Linked DNA regions of Columba livia: region 2 is linked to region 1. Evidence: chromatin contacts called from public Hi-C data. All regions are on one chromosome and are shown on one strand. The core of a region is the stretch at or near the end of the contact, and the rest is flanking DNA. Distances in the headings are between cores, read along the strand shown.

Evidence for each region. A called contact is a pair of places that touch in the nucleus more often than the background predicts.
Region 2: a Hi-C map of liver shows a contact between it and region 1, with 4 times the contacts expected there. The contact joins the promoter of GPI here to the enhancer-like site in region 1. A contact is called at or near these places in 2 of 2 Hi-C or Micro-C datasets (crop and liver).

The regions. Positions count from the first base shown.
Region 1 is chr13:16,391,721-16,399,431 of bColLiv1.pat.W.v2, forward strand. It overlaps GARRE1 (granule associated Rac and RHOG effector 1), which reads right to left. Exons shown (of 14, transcript XM_065028424.1): 8 at 4,908-5,005; 9 at 3,311-3,436; 10 at 1,817-2,805. Among named protein-coding and RNA genes, the nearest start is that of SS18L2, 14 kb to the left of the region's middle. Within about 2 kb of position 4,616, at least 1 of the 3 cell types and tissues checked has an H3K27ac peak away from gene starts, as active enhancers do.
Region 2 is chr13:16,461,272-16,468,982 of bColLiv1.pat.W.v2, forward strand. It overlaps GPI (glucose-6-phosphate isomerase), which reads left to right and starts at 3,605. Exons shown (of 18, transcript XM_065028451.1): 1 at 3,605-3,910. The coding sequence starts at 3,792.

The DNA.
Region 1 (7,711 bases), core at 3,366-5,865:
TATTCCTTCTGCTAGTTCTTACTACAACATTCCTTTACCAAGTTCCTACACATGATACAAGTACTGCAAAATACATCTTTGGTAGCTATTTAAGCCTTTGACATGAAAAGCCATCAATTTTATAAAATCTTAATCAGCACATTTGCATCTGAAAAGATACATCGCTTTCAGGCTCTAAAAATGTTTATCAAAAAAGTAATGCCATTTGTTTCAAATGACAAATGTACAAAGTCCTAAGAAATTTTGGAAATGAAAAAGCCTTTCACGTTTTGAAGCTTTCTGTACTACACTAAATAGAGCTTGAATTGAAAATTCCTACATCGCAGCTCACCCTGGCAAGTTACAGGCAGAACAGTTGTTTTTCCAATGGAAAAATCTATTGGACTGGAAGGGGTTTTTTTGGGTGTTTGGTTGGTTTTTTAAACATCAGCTCTGTGGAAAATACAGTTTACTCATCACTTCAACTGTAGAAACATGTATCTTAATCCACAGAGCACCAATTATCAACTTGAATGAGTCTCCTTTTCAGAGTATCGCTTTCAAAGTCCATGACGTTCATCACATCAAATGGAACAAAACATGTCGCTTTCTTTAGATTGAAAGGCAAATACTACAGAAATATAATGGATTCAAAATGCTAAAAATGCCAGTTGTTTCTATACATGCATTTTTTCCCCCTATACATGCATGTATTTGTGCTTGGTGAAAATAATTTTCTTTAAATGTTGTGATAATCCTTAAGTATATAAGAGAAGTATGTTTAAATAAGTCAGACTTAAAATTGTTGAGAAGCTTTTGATAACATACCTATGATGCCTATTTTTGCCTTATAAACTCCACTAATTTATCAACTAAGTTGACAAAGTAACTATAAAATGATGAGTCAAATGAGCTGGTTTGTGAGCCGCCCCCACAGTCCTAACCCATGTGCAGGCAAACGAGCGTGGGGAAAGGATTCCTGCTTTGATAAAAGCTTTTCCTGTTCTGGTGCTGCCAGCCTCCAGGCACTTCTCAAAACCGAATACTACAAAGTTTCTGTAGCTATGTTACAGGCCAACAGAAATTATAATTACGACAGAATAAATTTGTAAGTTGTTCTTAGTACTACCATCAGAAGAATTCATTAGAGACTACAATCAATTTCATAGTGTTTAGCTATTTGCTTATGGCTATAAAATTTTATCTTGCTTCATCTTCGACAAAAATCCTTCTACATTTACAGTTTATCGGTGGTTCAAACACATCGGGCAAACCACACAGCTCTTGCTCTTTAGTCTCTAATCCTTCAGCATCCAAGCTTTTCACTGCAGTCACAGCTGTACAACAGGAACCAGTACAACTCCCATGGAACAGCACAGTAACGGAGGGGAAATGCAGGGACAGGGAAAGGTGCAATCTGCCTGTATCTCCAGACTCCAAGACTGGTAAAGAGCAGGAAAGATCATTTTGGGGAGAGGTAAATTACTTAAGTTCAGGACTTAATGATGGTTTTAAACAATTTTACGAATTAACAAGAGGAGCAACCTCATCTCCAAGTATCTGGTTTAGTATTTTGATGTGGTCCATATCAGACCTCCAACAACTGGGACAAGAAACAAGGAATTTGTTCGCATTCTCATTTATTAATGAAAGTTGCTTATACTTCAGTTCACCTTCTGTTAAAAAGAAGCATACATATAAATACCTGTTTGCCTTTGTAAGCACCCCAGCATCTGGTAGACAGCACTAGGAAATGAGTGTTATTGCTAGCAATATTTAACAGTATTCTTTGCAAGAGGACCCTTAGGAAAAACATAATAAAGGAAAAGATACACACCTGCAGGGTCAAAAGGCAGGATTTCTCCCAACATCCCAAACACTCCATCAGTTTGGTCACGATTTGGCCATGTGTTGTTTCTAGGTCCTTGTGGTTTCTGTCCCAACATCTCTGACATCATATTGTCCATATAGCTGCTCACGAGACCCAAGCTGTACAAATCAGAGCTTAAATCTGAAAAACCAGGATTGTTCCACTGGTTTATATGAGACAATCCAGCTCCAACAGCTTGGGCTGGCTGCTGCGAAGAATTAGTCAGCCACTTGGCAGGTACGCGTTGCTGTGGTCCAATAGGTTGAAGCAAGTGCTGGTAATACTGCACTTGCTGCTGCTGCTTTTGTGACTGTTGTTGCTGTGACAAGCCTTGCTGAGAAGGATGCAGTGGGGTGTGAGACACAGACTGCGGCTGCTGTTGTACTGTTCCTGATTTTTGTTCTGCTGCTGTAGAGGATGCAACAGAGTTCCTTCTTTTCACCATTGGAGAAGTCTGCTGGGATTTGCCCATGTTAAAACCAGACAAGAAATCTATAACATCCTGCATTTCTTGGTCAGTTGGCAAATTCATACCTTTGTCGTCCTTGCCATCATCTGGTTTGAAGAAGTTGTCCCATCTTTCAACTAGAAATCCATTCACCAGCTGATTATTTGTGCTCTGAATTGACTGCAGTGGATCTGTGGTCCTAGGAAAACTGCCAATGTTCAAAATGCTTTGTAACCGTGCATCTATGTTAGTGGGCATTTTAGCTTTCTCCTCTGAGTTGGAACTTATGAAGACATTTTTGGAAGGTGTATTGGGGATTGAATAACTTCCAGTATTACTTGTACTGGTACAGGAAGTTTTTTTTGTAAACCTTGAAGTCAGTTTTGAGAACGTTTTTTGCAGACCACCCGAAGATTTGCTTCCATTTCCAGATGGCATGTCAACTTGATTCCCAAAGTCTGAGATTTCACGCTGTAACTGGATCTGAATACAAGGCAAAGCTTGCTCCCTGCATCAACAAAAACACGTATATCAAACCACATAATACATAACTGAGGCTGCACTTCGGAGGAGAATGTGTATTTGGGTAATAGGTAGCAGACAAAACAGAACCAAAGATTGCAAACTTCACCAGCTACTTCTTATGGTAACAATGCAAATTATTACTAGTATTTGCAATAGCATTAACTACTTCCCGTTCCATAAGAAATTTTAGTTGTGCTTCAAGACCTAAATGGAGACCAATTTAATATACATCAAATATTTTTGTAAGAGAGAAACAAATACTTTTGTACACTTGGATAAGCTTCTGGTTTGTTTTTAAAAAGACTGCTGTATCTCTATATGTCCCCACAAGGTACCGATGTAGATGACCAATTTCTTGTTCGCAGTTTGCCTACTGTTTTCCCCTGCTGAGGAACTGGTACTATCAAATTCCTCAATACAGACCTTTCAACAACGATGGCTTTGTTTAACCTAGGAAAGTAGGGCATGAGGCTCAATAGGAGATGTACCTTCCTTCCTTCCACCTGTGTATGTCAAACACGGCGGTATAGAGCACATCTACTAATCCCAAAGTCTTCTCAGGATCCAGACTCCTCTGTAGCAAAGACATTGTTGCTGGATCTTCCTTCAGACACCTGTAATTATGAATTTTAACTTAAAAAAATATATACATATATATTTTTTACATTAAACAATTTTACCATACTAGTCAGATAAGAAAAGGCCAATTGCTGCACTGTTTCTGCTCCTACAGAGGTGCAACTAATCAAGGCAGTACAATGTACAAATGCCTGAGGGTTCCTAAAGACTACACCTGCAGCCCCAGTTTCTTTCTACTGTTGAATGTACAGCTTATCTAAACTGTAAAATTAGGACTTATATAATGTATTTTAAAATCATGATTAACAATTAGCTCTTTAGCTGAGCAGGCATAAAACAGGCACAGAGAAATGAAATAGGAAATGCATGAAGCCCATTTCTGGAAAACAGCAAGAGCCCTCAACAAACCCGACAAACACCAGCGTTTTCTCTGACCCCAGCCTGACAGACTGCACATGGAAAATGGTTCAGCATATCCAGCAGTCTGCGGAGATTTTACTGAGCTGTGAAGATGCAGGATTAGTGAGTTTTCCTCATTAATGGCGCAAAATCAGGGCTGAATTTGAGGTGAAAGCAGAATAACTGAAACCTAAATATTAGCACATATTTAAGTACTTAATGAGCCCATCCCGCAGCGGCGAGTGAAGAGGCACTGTCGCGGCGTGGCAGCAGGAGGAGCTCTTCCAGAGCACACAGAGCCTGGCTCAAAGCACTCTGCCTTCCTTTAGTTCTTTCATAATAGAGCAATTTACGGAAAGGGAACAGAGAAGTGCTGGTTCACACTCTGTAGAGGAATGAAAGCTGTATTGGGGTAAGCAGACTGTATGTGTGGACTCGTACTTCTGGACACAGCACTGGTACCATTAGTGACAGGGTATCTCACTGAGGGATCAGATGAATGAGCTGTGTTGTACTGGAATTTGTAGCAATGAGTAGTCCAAAGTGAGGGAGAAAGGCAGTGTTCCAATTCCACATCATTGTTTCAAAAGGGAAGAAATCCTCACCTAAAAGTGCAGGTTAATCCTAACATTCTTCCCTAGGCAGTCAACTAAACTGGTAGGAATAGCATCTCAGACCAGAGTTCTGCAGTTTAAGGCAGCGCCTAAAGAACAGCTCTCGTACTAATCTCGATCTAATTCCTGGCCTTCCTGAGATAACAGCTGTGAGGACCCGCCAGGGAGGAGCAACACAAATCCTGTTGGATTTCAAAACAAACCCCACACAACTTCTCTTTTGTCGTCAAGCTTTTACTCTTTCTTTAAAGTTGGTTTTAGTGGCGCAGCACTGCCTGTCCCGCATTGCCTCCACCAGAGGCAGCACCAGGACACACACAGCCAAGTACGCCTGTCAGGAACAATGGCATTCCAACAGTTCCACACCACGGAACTTAAGGAAGATATGCCATAATTGTGCAGATTCTCTCTTTCATTTGTACTGCAATATTTTCCCCCTATATATTCCAGTCATAACTATTAGTATAATCTCCAATACAGTGTATTTATTTACCAAGTTGATGGAACTTGCACCACAATTCTGGATCCTTCTAAACTTATCTGAGGAGCATAGGCTTCTTTATTTTCAATCTGTGCTGTGTCCACAACCACCTAGCAAATAAAATGAAAATGAAAGGGAAATTATTTTAAGTATTAGTTCTAGTTATTTTGTCAGTCCTGTAGTTACATTGCAAGAGTCCCACCTCTCCGCCAAGCTGCAGGTGCAAAAAATAACCAGATAAAACAAGTGAACTCACAAAATTATTATAAAGTTGATTTCTATTTTAATATCTTAAAAAAAAAATAAATAGTTTGATACAGTGACTTATACTTCAAGGACTTAATTCTTCTCAGCTACTTACTGGAGCTATGCATCGCTATGTAGGTACCAACTGCTTTACCTAACAGCTGGTAGTTATCAATGGCTTCTTATAACAGCCCTTAACATTTGAGAGGTTTGGCACTATTGCTACTTTATTAGCTCCCAAACACCTATTTATCAAATGTTTTAAATAATTTAACTGCAGTGCATGGTATGATATAATTAAGTAGTATTTAGTCTAAAACTCTTCGCATAGCTCACAATTCTTAATACACACCCCCCTCCTTTTAAGGTTATAAAATCCCACACAACATTTCTCTATTCTACCTAATGGAACTGTACTATTATTCGTTCCCTATTATATAAAGAGAAGAATAGCGACTGTTCAATTTGTTGAATTCTGAGCCTTCTGTAAGACACCATGAAGATATATGGGAAGACTAAAGTCTTAAAAATTAACCTTCTATCATGAACCTTTCTTTTTATGGAATTGAGGAGGGATGGATTCGCTTTAGCTTCATTCAAAATTTAATACCAGTGATAGTAAGTTCCATATTTGGTTCGTGCTTTCTGTTGTTGTCCAGTCTGCATGGGTTGGCCTTTTTGATCATTTCCATAATTTCCTATTTTGGTCATGCTGAACCAGCAGCTTTTTGGCAGCAGTCAGCAGTTCCTGCTTCAGTGACTAGCAGATTAGCTGTACCATCTATCCTTCAAATGGCAAAAGTCCTCGGGTATGAATAAGCCTCAGGGGAGATTACTGGCTTTTTTTTCAATCATCCTACACTGGTTCTACTTCTGACTGGCTGTCTGCTACTGGTTATGAAGAAATGCGAAATAAGAATAATGCTGAGAGTCTTTCTCCCTTTAACAAAACCATCCAGTAACACCAGAACACAATTATTTCCCACCTTTTAAATATTTTAGCATAAGGCTTTAGTCTTAGCATTTGCCTGAGTTTATTCAAGCTTATAAGACATGTCTGAGCACAGTGACAAAATGCCATGCTATTATCCTCTCATGAAAATACCTCTCATTTATTATCAGGACAAATCCATTACTTGTTCCCTTGTATTTGTAAGATTTTAATTTTATGTAATTTGGTAACTGCAATTCAGCTATATTGCAATTATAATTGGGATAAGGAGAAGTGAACTCAGGAGTGATTGTTCTCAACCCCCAAGAAAATACTGTCTGCATCTCTGACCTCTAAGGCAGAGGGAAAATCCCGATTTGTGCAGAGCTAGATCAGGTTCTGCTCGTGGTGCATGGCAGTGCTCACCATCTGGGCTTTTGGAGGCTCTTCCCCACCTCCCATCTTCCTTTTTTCCCTTTTAAAAAAGTTTTACACTTCTCAACATTAGGTCAGAGTTGTGACAGCTGTGATTTAAAGGCTCTGGGAGACTGAGTGCTTCTGCAATGCGTGGTGCTTTCTGCTACAGAAGATCTACCAGCACAAAAGACATGGCTAGAGACTCAGTTCAACCTTCTCTTCATGCCTTTGCAGGAGGCAAATTCAAAGTTTTATTTCCACTCATCCTCTGAATTCAACTACTTTAATACATATTACTTTTATTCAAACATCAAGATTTCTTCAGCTGACCCAAATCTGAAAATACAATTCTTAATATATACGCTGAAGTAAAACCTGAAAGACGGCACTTGAACAAATTATTTCTTATGTTAAAAAACTGAAGCCTAAAATAACCAAGCAAACTACGTCACATCTTCTTGTGCTTTCCACTCTTAATTAGTTTCTTCTCAAAAGGCACATGCAAGGCAGGCTAGAGAGTGAGACTGTCATGTCATGTGCTTTCTAAAATCTGGCATTGAAATGACACATTTACACACAATTCTGAACTAATGCAGACAGCTGAGTTTCTAAAAGCAGTAAGCCAAAGACTACGTAATATTGTCCCATTATTCCTTTTTCTGAGTTTTACACAAAATACACTTAAAATAAACACATTCTCCCTCCCGGCCTGGTGGGTGCTTAGAGGATCGCTTCCTGTGCATCACACATCTATTGTTCTTGGTTTACAGGTGTTTCCTCTCTCCTCTCCACCCAAAGAATGCTTTAAAGGGGCAAATTACAATTTCTCATCATTGCAAGAGGCTACATACAAGCATACTTGAGTCTCCTAAAAATTGTGGCGCTTAATTTATAAAGAAAAATCTCAACCCTCACACCCTCTCAAATTGTAACAAATCCAAGTGAGAATGAGGCTCACAAGTATCTGGGCATGTGTATTATTGCTTATTACTGTGACTTTGAAAATAGAAACCTGCTACTTTCAGAACCGGAGGTTCACGCAAAAAATCTCTGGAAACACTCACCACAAGTAATATTTCTTATATCAGCACTGTCATTTGGGAGAATGTGTCAGTAAGTTTTATGCTGACAACTCTCCAAATGTTATGATAAACCTGAAGAATGTCAGCGCTTTTAATTACCAGCAGGTCTAACTAGTTATGTCTAGACTGGCGGACACCAG
Region 2 (7,711 bases), core at 2,355-4,854, 69 kb after region 1:
CATATTGCTTCCCCCCTTGCAAGCTTCCTCCACTGTTGCAGATGCCAGGTACCCTTTTTTCCCCTCTCAAATTGTTTAACTGATTTACCTAGCAAAGTTAAATTCAGAGCAATTTTTTCCGGTATGTCATTAGCATGAAGTTCACTCTCTGTGACAGATCTGAAGAAGAGCTCGGGTCTGACCATCACAGCCTGAGTAAAAAGATTACCTCTCCTTGCAAGCCATCCCTTCCTTAAAATTTAAGGCACTTAAATTTACTACAAATACTTTAAAATGTAGGTATAGGTGATCAGCTCAAATATTTCAGAATTAGTACATTGACACATTCAGTCCTGACCTTGCTGTCTGCTTTTTTCCTGAAGTCTGCTCTAATCTCATAAAAAGTACGTATCTTTGCTGATCTGATTGAGCCCTGTTCCACCCAGTGCAATGTAGTGAGTGTCCATTCAGGTTTCTCCCACAGCTAAAACCAAATGTTGATGGCTGTGAAGCACTCTGCACATCTGGCTCCTTTTTTTTGTATTTGAAACCTGGGACTGGATTTGAAATTCTGCTCCCATTTCTTATTATCAGTCCTCACAAGGATCTATTTTACTTTCTCTGCAGCCCCTCAAGTATTTTTGTTCGTTAGTGGAAAATGAAAGCAGGATCCAAGGCTGTAGTTTTGTTTGCTTTCATATAATAAAATTAGTTAGTACAATGGATTTAAATGGAAGTGGAATTATATATGAAAGTTTTTTATCATGCCAGAAAAATTTCAATTAGGGGAAATTAGCCACTTAGTTCTTTCTGATAAATTAATCATACAGATTATCTGTTAAACGTGCCACTTAACCTTTCTGGCATAAGAGCCCGAGGCAGTAGTATTTAGGCTCTCCACATTCATTTGGAAATATTAATTTCTATGCAGCTGTCTTCCAAAATGGAATTTTCACTTGTCTTTTCATAAGTAGGTCATTGTGCAGCTGTTGTTAATAGAGGCTGGCATTTGTAAAATGGTAAATCCACCATTGTACCCTAACGGTCACAAAATTGATCTCCATCAATTACAGAATATCCTTTACTAAAATGCCCTTTCTCAGCGCCAAGGGGTGTCGTCCCTCGCTATGATAGCCTTTGGCCTTTTTGGAATGGGAATGTGTTTCAGCCGGTTATTTTGCAAGGGCTGAAGCACAGCACCACTGTGCTCACACTATCCGTCTGCCGTTAGTTTAAGGTTTTGCCTTGACTCTACATTATTGCTTCCATCTACATTAGAGCTGCCTCAGAATTAATCTTGAGGGACATGGGTATGACAGCTATCAGCTGTCAGAGAAACAGCTGTCTCAGCTGCTGAACCTCCCAGGTCCAAATCTTCTTCCACCCTCTACAATGAAATCAGTTGGTCTTTTCAGTGCAGACAAGGCCTTACTGTCCCTGTAGTGCTCAGCTGTTGGCACAGCTTACGGAGAGACAACCGTCTCCTGGAACAGCCACAAACCTTATCCTGTGGTCTTTAAAGATTTGAATTAGGACCTCGCCCTTGATATATTTCTCATATGTCATAAAATTTGCATAGTCTGCTGCAGGAGTAGTTTGAACTCTAGAACTCTCTGAGGTGTGTATACCCCATACCCCAGGGAAAGAAGAGAATAAGTAAGAAAGGAGGAGTTCTAAGAAAATAAAATAGGAATGGCAGACCATTTATAAACTTCAGGGTTAACGAAATGAGAGAGAACATCTCAAAATCTTAGAATAAACTATTACAAAAGAAAGTAAATGGAATGTATGTTATATAAGCAGCAAGCACATTAGTTAGCATTTCAGAAAGCGGAATTGTTAGTAAGACAGTGATGTTACAGTCACATTTTGTTCGTACTGTGAACTAGAATTAATACATCATTGATTATATTATTGACTACCTGAGCCTATATGTTCTTGCACAAATACAATTAAGTATGAGTAGAATGATTGTAGATTTGGGATGTGAAGCCAACAAAATCCTGCTTTGGGTTTGGGTCGGATAGACTTGAAGATCTTCAAGGTTTAAGATCTTAAGGATTTGGAGACAACTCAAGCAGTGCAAGGACCATGATAAAAAAGACAGGGAAGGAGAAGAAAAATTGAAGAGAGCTGTGCTGAAACTGACTATGAACAGGAGTCTAGGATTTGTGAGGGATTTATCCTAAAGGCCTTGAAAAGGAAGGAAAATGTATGAAGTCCACATGGTGGTGTGCACCTGAGTGCCTTCTTAAAGACTTCCTGGACCCTTGTGTGCTTCCTTGTCAAATTCCATTGTCCAGTTGTTCCTTGTAGTTTCATTTTCCTTCCTTACATGATGGTATGCAGGGAAGCACACACACTGATGGACGGCCAGGTAGACTTAGACAGCGTGAAGCAGTTTTGCCTTTGAGAAATTGCCCAAACCTATGATGGGCAAGGATCAGAGTGGCCTCCAAAAATGTTAAAAACAAAACAAAACCACCATGTATAAAGTGATGAAAATTTATTTGGCAGAAGAAAAGACTTTGGCCTATTAAACAGTTATTTTAGGTCTGAAAAACCAAACCTTAGGAAAAAAACAAGTGTGAGGTAAGGAAGGACCTTTTTAGACAATTTATTATCACTATACCAGAGGTACACATTTTATATAATTGAGAGTCGATTAATAATGTTTTTTGTTTTGCAGCAAAGAAAAAATGCTGATTCTACTGCTTAAGACTTGGGCTGTGATTTTAATTATCTGAGCCAAGTTCACGCTCTGTGACTCTGATTTAGGCCCAGATCCAGAAAGGGGCTTAGGTGCTTAAAATATGACTTCACTGGGATTTATTCACCTAAGCCGCAGAGTGCAATCTCTTTAACATGCCCATGTTTAAGCAACATTCTGCTGTATGCCCAGAACAGCCTTTTTTGCCCGCAAAGCAGGGTTCAGCTGCTCACAGGCCTGCCCCAGCGTGCCCTGGCCGGGCAGCGACCGGCAGCGCCAGCTCCAGCCCGGCTGTGAGCCTTATGTAACGGCCGGGGGGGCAAGGTTTGCGGAGCAGCCGGCACGTCGCGCAGGGTTCGGCTGAAGCAGAGGGTAGATGATGCTGGCGAAAGGGGTGCGCACCGTTTGGGGGGGTCAGCGGTCCAGCGCAGGTGATGCCAGGCGGGGCTGCAGAGCCACATCCCTGCCCCGCCGCCTGGTGCTGCGGCTGCAGAGCAGCGGTGCTGCCCTAACCAGCTTCCCGGCCGTTCGCACCGCTCGGCTGGGCTGTGCCACGCAGGAGCAGGCCGTGGGGCTGACCCAGGTTAAAAATAACCCCGGGAAGGGACATTATTTTTAAGCTGGTCACCTCCCCACGCACCGCGGCGGCTGCCCGCAGGCAGGCGGGTGAGCAGGGCGGCCAGCAAGGCAGGTCCGCGGAACCGCAGCGCCCGCGGCTCCCTCGAGCCCGCCGCCGTGCGCAGGAGACCGCGCTTCCCCATTTCATAACCCGAGGGGCAGCGACCCCTCCGCCGGCGCCACTGGCGTTTCTCGCCCGGCCGCGGCGGGCAGACACCCCCCGCCCCGCAGCCACCGCCGCCACCTCACACAGACCCGCAGGCGGGCGGAGCGCTCGTCCCTCCCCTCTGGCACGGCAGGGAGGGAACCCCAGCGCCCGGCGGGGCGGCCCGCAAAGGGGAGGGGGCCGAGGCCAGGGCGGGGCCGGCAGCAAGGAGGCCGAGCTCGCCGCTATAACAGCGGGGGCGGAGGGGAGAGCTCTGCTCGCCGTGGTTGCTTCTGTGCGCCAGCCAGTGTGTGCTTCATCCCTCTCTTAGCCGCTAACATGGCGCTCTCCAGCGACCCCCATTTCAAGAAGCTGGTGGAGTGGCACAAGGCCAACTCCCCCAAGCTCGTCCTGCGGCAGCTGTTCGAGGCCGACAAGGATCGCTTCCAGAAGTTCAGGTGAGGCTGGGCGGCCCCCGCCCGCCTTCCCCCGCGGCTGAGCGGGCCGGCAGCCGCTCCTGCGCTCCCCACCGCCCGCCGCGGCCCGCCGGGCCCTGGGGCTGCCGGCACGACGGGCGCTTCCGCGTGCGAGGCCCGGGGCGGTGTGGGGCTGGCTCCCGCTCTCCTTCCTTCCCGCCCGCAGGTGGGCGCTGCCGGAGAGCCGGGGCCGCGCCGCGGGCGGAGGGATGAACCTTCACGGCGGAGCTTGGCAGGGGCCGTGTGTCCCGTGGGGCTCCGCTTCCTCCCGCCCGTGCGGTCCCGGGGAGGGAGCGGGGCCCGGCCACACCGCGCACACACGCACGCGGCTGCTCGGGAGGCGGGCGGGGGGCCAGGGCGGGGCGGGTGCCGCCGGCTGGAGCCGCGGAGGCCGATGGCAGGTCGGGCACGCGTGTCCCGGGCCTGCAGCGCCCCGCCGGCAGCCCCGCCGCGGCGCGGGGGCAGGAGGGAGCGGGGGGCGCTCCTCGGTGCCCCGAGGAGGCGGCCGTGCGCACTTGTCCTTGACTCATCCTTGCAGCAGGGTACGTGCCGGCGAGCACAGCGCCGGCTGCGGCTCGCACAGCGGCATTGTGGGTCCTCCGCTCCTCCGTCTTTCGCACCCGTGTGCTTAGTCATGATAAGCTCCGTGATGGGATCCCGCCGAGCCGCCCATCCATGTGCCCCCGCCTGTCAGGGGTCTGGCGGTGCCTCCCCTGCCCTGAAACGGGGAGCGGGAGGATGTTCAGCAGGTTTAGCCCTCCCTTGCCGCATGCTATCCACGGTACAGGAATGCATTGCAACATACTCTGCTAGAGGAGGAAGCAAGATGTGGGAGCGGCATGATAACGTTCAGTGGTTTCATCCTGTAAAGCAGCACTGATGTTTTCTGTACACTGGAAACTCTGCTAAGAAGTCGTGTGTGTGTAGTTACGTTGTTGGACTACACCAGCAATCTGGAAGGTCTAATACTATGTAGGTGCATTCCTGACTGGAGTTTTAAAGTGACCCTGGGCAATACAGATACAACGAGCTTCTGTTCTGGAGTGTTGAGATAAAACTTATTGCATGCATCAAGCTTTTCATTAGTGTCCTAGGTGAAGTGACTTTTCTTGTTAGATATTTCTTAAATTATAATTAAATATCACATATGAAGTCTTGCATACCATTATACAAGAGTTAAAATGTCACTTGCATTGATAGGGAAGATATGCTAAATTTTTTGAGTATTGACTTCATCTGGCTCTTCTAATAGGACTTTTTCTACTGTTAAAGAACTTCATTAATACTATCTTACACAAATCTAGTTCTTCTCTCATAGAGTTAGTTCTGTTTTCAGGTTTTCCATATCTCCAGTATTTCCCAAGAGACTGAATTTGGTATAACCAAAAGGTATAATCAAGAGGTTTCTTAGAAGGTTCCTTCCTCAGTGGCTTAAGGAAGTACTCTTATTGGGGTAGCACTGTGTCTTAGTCTCATTGGCTGTCATTTTAATATTAAAGTTACTTTAACCATCAAATATGCTCTCAATCTCAACTAGTCAGTGTATAATTGCTTTTGTGACTGTGTAGTATGCTTAGTCATTTTTGAGCGCTACACTGTCACTATGTACAGTTACTCAAAGCTAAGATACTTGACAGCTCTTGTTTCAGGCACACATACTCATCTCTCAAATGTTTTCTCCATGCTGAAAGTGACCAGTGTGTCTCCTAGAATGGCTTTATCTGATTTTTTTGTGTGTGAAATTCTTTGCCAAGGTTGTTTCAAATAGCTCTCCAGCTTAATGTCCTTTTGTGCTGCCCATAAAACAGTTGAAGTGGTTTAAGTTTACTTATCTACCTTAATCCTTTCATTATTTCAGGCCTGTTTCCTAATAAACCTTTGCATTATGGACCACCAGGAGAACTTTCTCATAGCAAAATATGATTGCAGAATTGTCAGCATGGGTTAGTCTGACAGATCTGCTTCTGCGCTTCTTGCTGATAGCCACTTTATGAGCCAGATCAGCAGGGTGGTGGTATTAATAGTTAACATCTGTTGAAGGCCTAGGCAGTCTGGAAGTTTGGCTACAAGATCCTCTCTGTAGCCTGCACCTCGCTCCTCATGTGGAATTAATCATTATGAATGCACTTCAGTTAGTTCTGCTGAGTATTATCATAAAATCATTGACTATCTCTCTTCCTTTAGAAGGAAAAGGGAAACCTGTGCCCATGTAAAAGTGCTTTCTGATACTGGTTCTGGAGAAATTCTAGACTGGTGTGAATAATTTTTAGTCTGAATATTTTGTTTCTGAGCACAAGTATCTTTTTCATGTTCTTATAAGAACCTTATACTCTCTATGTCCTACAGAACATAGGTAGAAGATCCTTCTTTTTGTCCCTTTTTTCTTCCTCAGAATTTGTATATGCTGTTTTCCAGATTGGGAATGTCGTTAGACCTGTGGGGTACACCTTGGTCTGTCTTTGCCACACAAATGTAAGGTCTGGTAGGAGCAGTGGCTTTTTTACTAGGAAAACTCTACCAGTTTTGAAGGGGATAGAACTGATATGATGCAGCTATCATAAAACTCAGCGGATAATGGATACCTGGATGCCGATTAAGGTACTCTTGATTCAAATGGCTAGTGCAGGATATAAAGTACCAGTATTACCCTCCTGCTAATTGGCTTGTCCGTTATGAAGGATCAAAATGAGTCCTCTATCTAAACATACCACCGGGGAATCTGTGTGTAATAATTCATTTAGGGGTCGCTCATTCAGTTTATGTTTAGATGGGAGATAAAATCATTTGGAGATGCTGCAGGTGACCTTCTGATTAAGGACTGTGTCACTTAGATGTGGATGTGGCTTCTGTGACAAGCCTCTCGTTCCACCTGGGTAGTGCTACAGTTAGCTGCTGCATTGCAGAATGGGTGTTGTGGCTGAACACAACTGAGCTGCAGGGTTTTGGGATTCTGTTTAAATAAAAGGTGGATCTCTTGGTGTAAGGATTTAAGATGAAGCTACATTGCATGCTGCGTGTTACACCTGGTGTGTGGGGAAGTTAGACCTGGTAGCTATTGCTTGCTTGTTTTGCATGAAATAAATTGGGATGCCATCTTTCTTCACTTTCTTCAAGTGAGTAGTGATTTGAATCCAGCCAGAATTTCACAGGATACCTTGTCTTCTAGATCTAGTGAGATTGATTTTTATTCATATAAGTAAAATAACAATGGATTTTATAAGCGAGTCATATGTCAGGTAAACACAAAGAAAAGATTGTAAGAATTTCATGTTCGTGGGGTAGAACACTGGGAAAGACTGTCTTTCTGTATTAATCTGTAGTATGAGAATTTTTGGAGTTCTCCTCTAATCTGAAGAAGTATTAGTATACTAATGGCCTTGTATCATTAGTAAAATATGTTCAAATCTGAGACCTGACTGTAAATAAATTGCATCAAATCTCAAATAGAAAGACTTGCTGGATTTGTTCTTAAATAGCAAATTTGGCAGGTGAGAGGTAACAGTCCTTCCCTTTGCTAGCTGTGTTCCAGGGCTGGATGGTCAGAGCTTCAATGAAGAGAAGGGTGATAAACAGCATTGATACCATTTTTCCTCACTTGTCTCATCTTCTTGCCTATGAAAGAAGCTTCTAATTTTGTGTTTGAAGACACCTTGTTATTTAGTGTCTCTTGTATTTTAAGACCAGAAAAAGGAGATGTTACTTTGTTTTTCCTGAAGTTAACAAAATGACCCAAATGTCTAGGCCTTGTTCATTATTACTATGACTGCAAATTGGGCTCCCTTC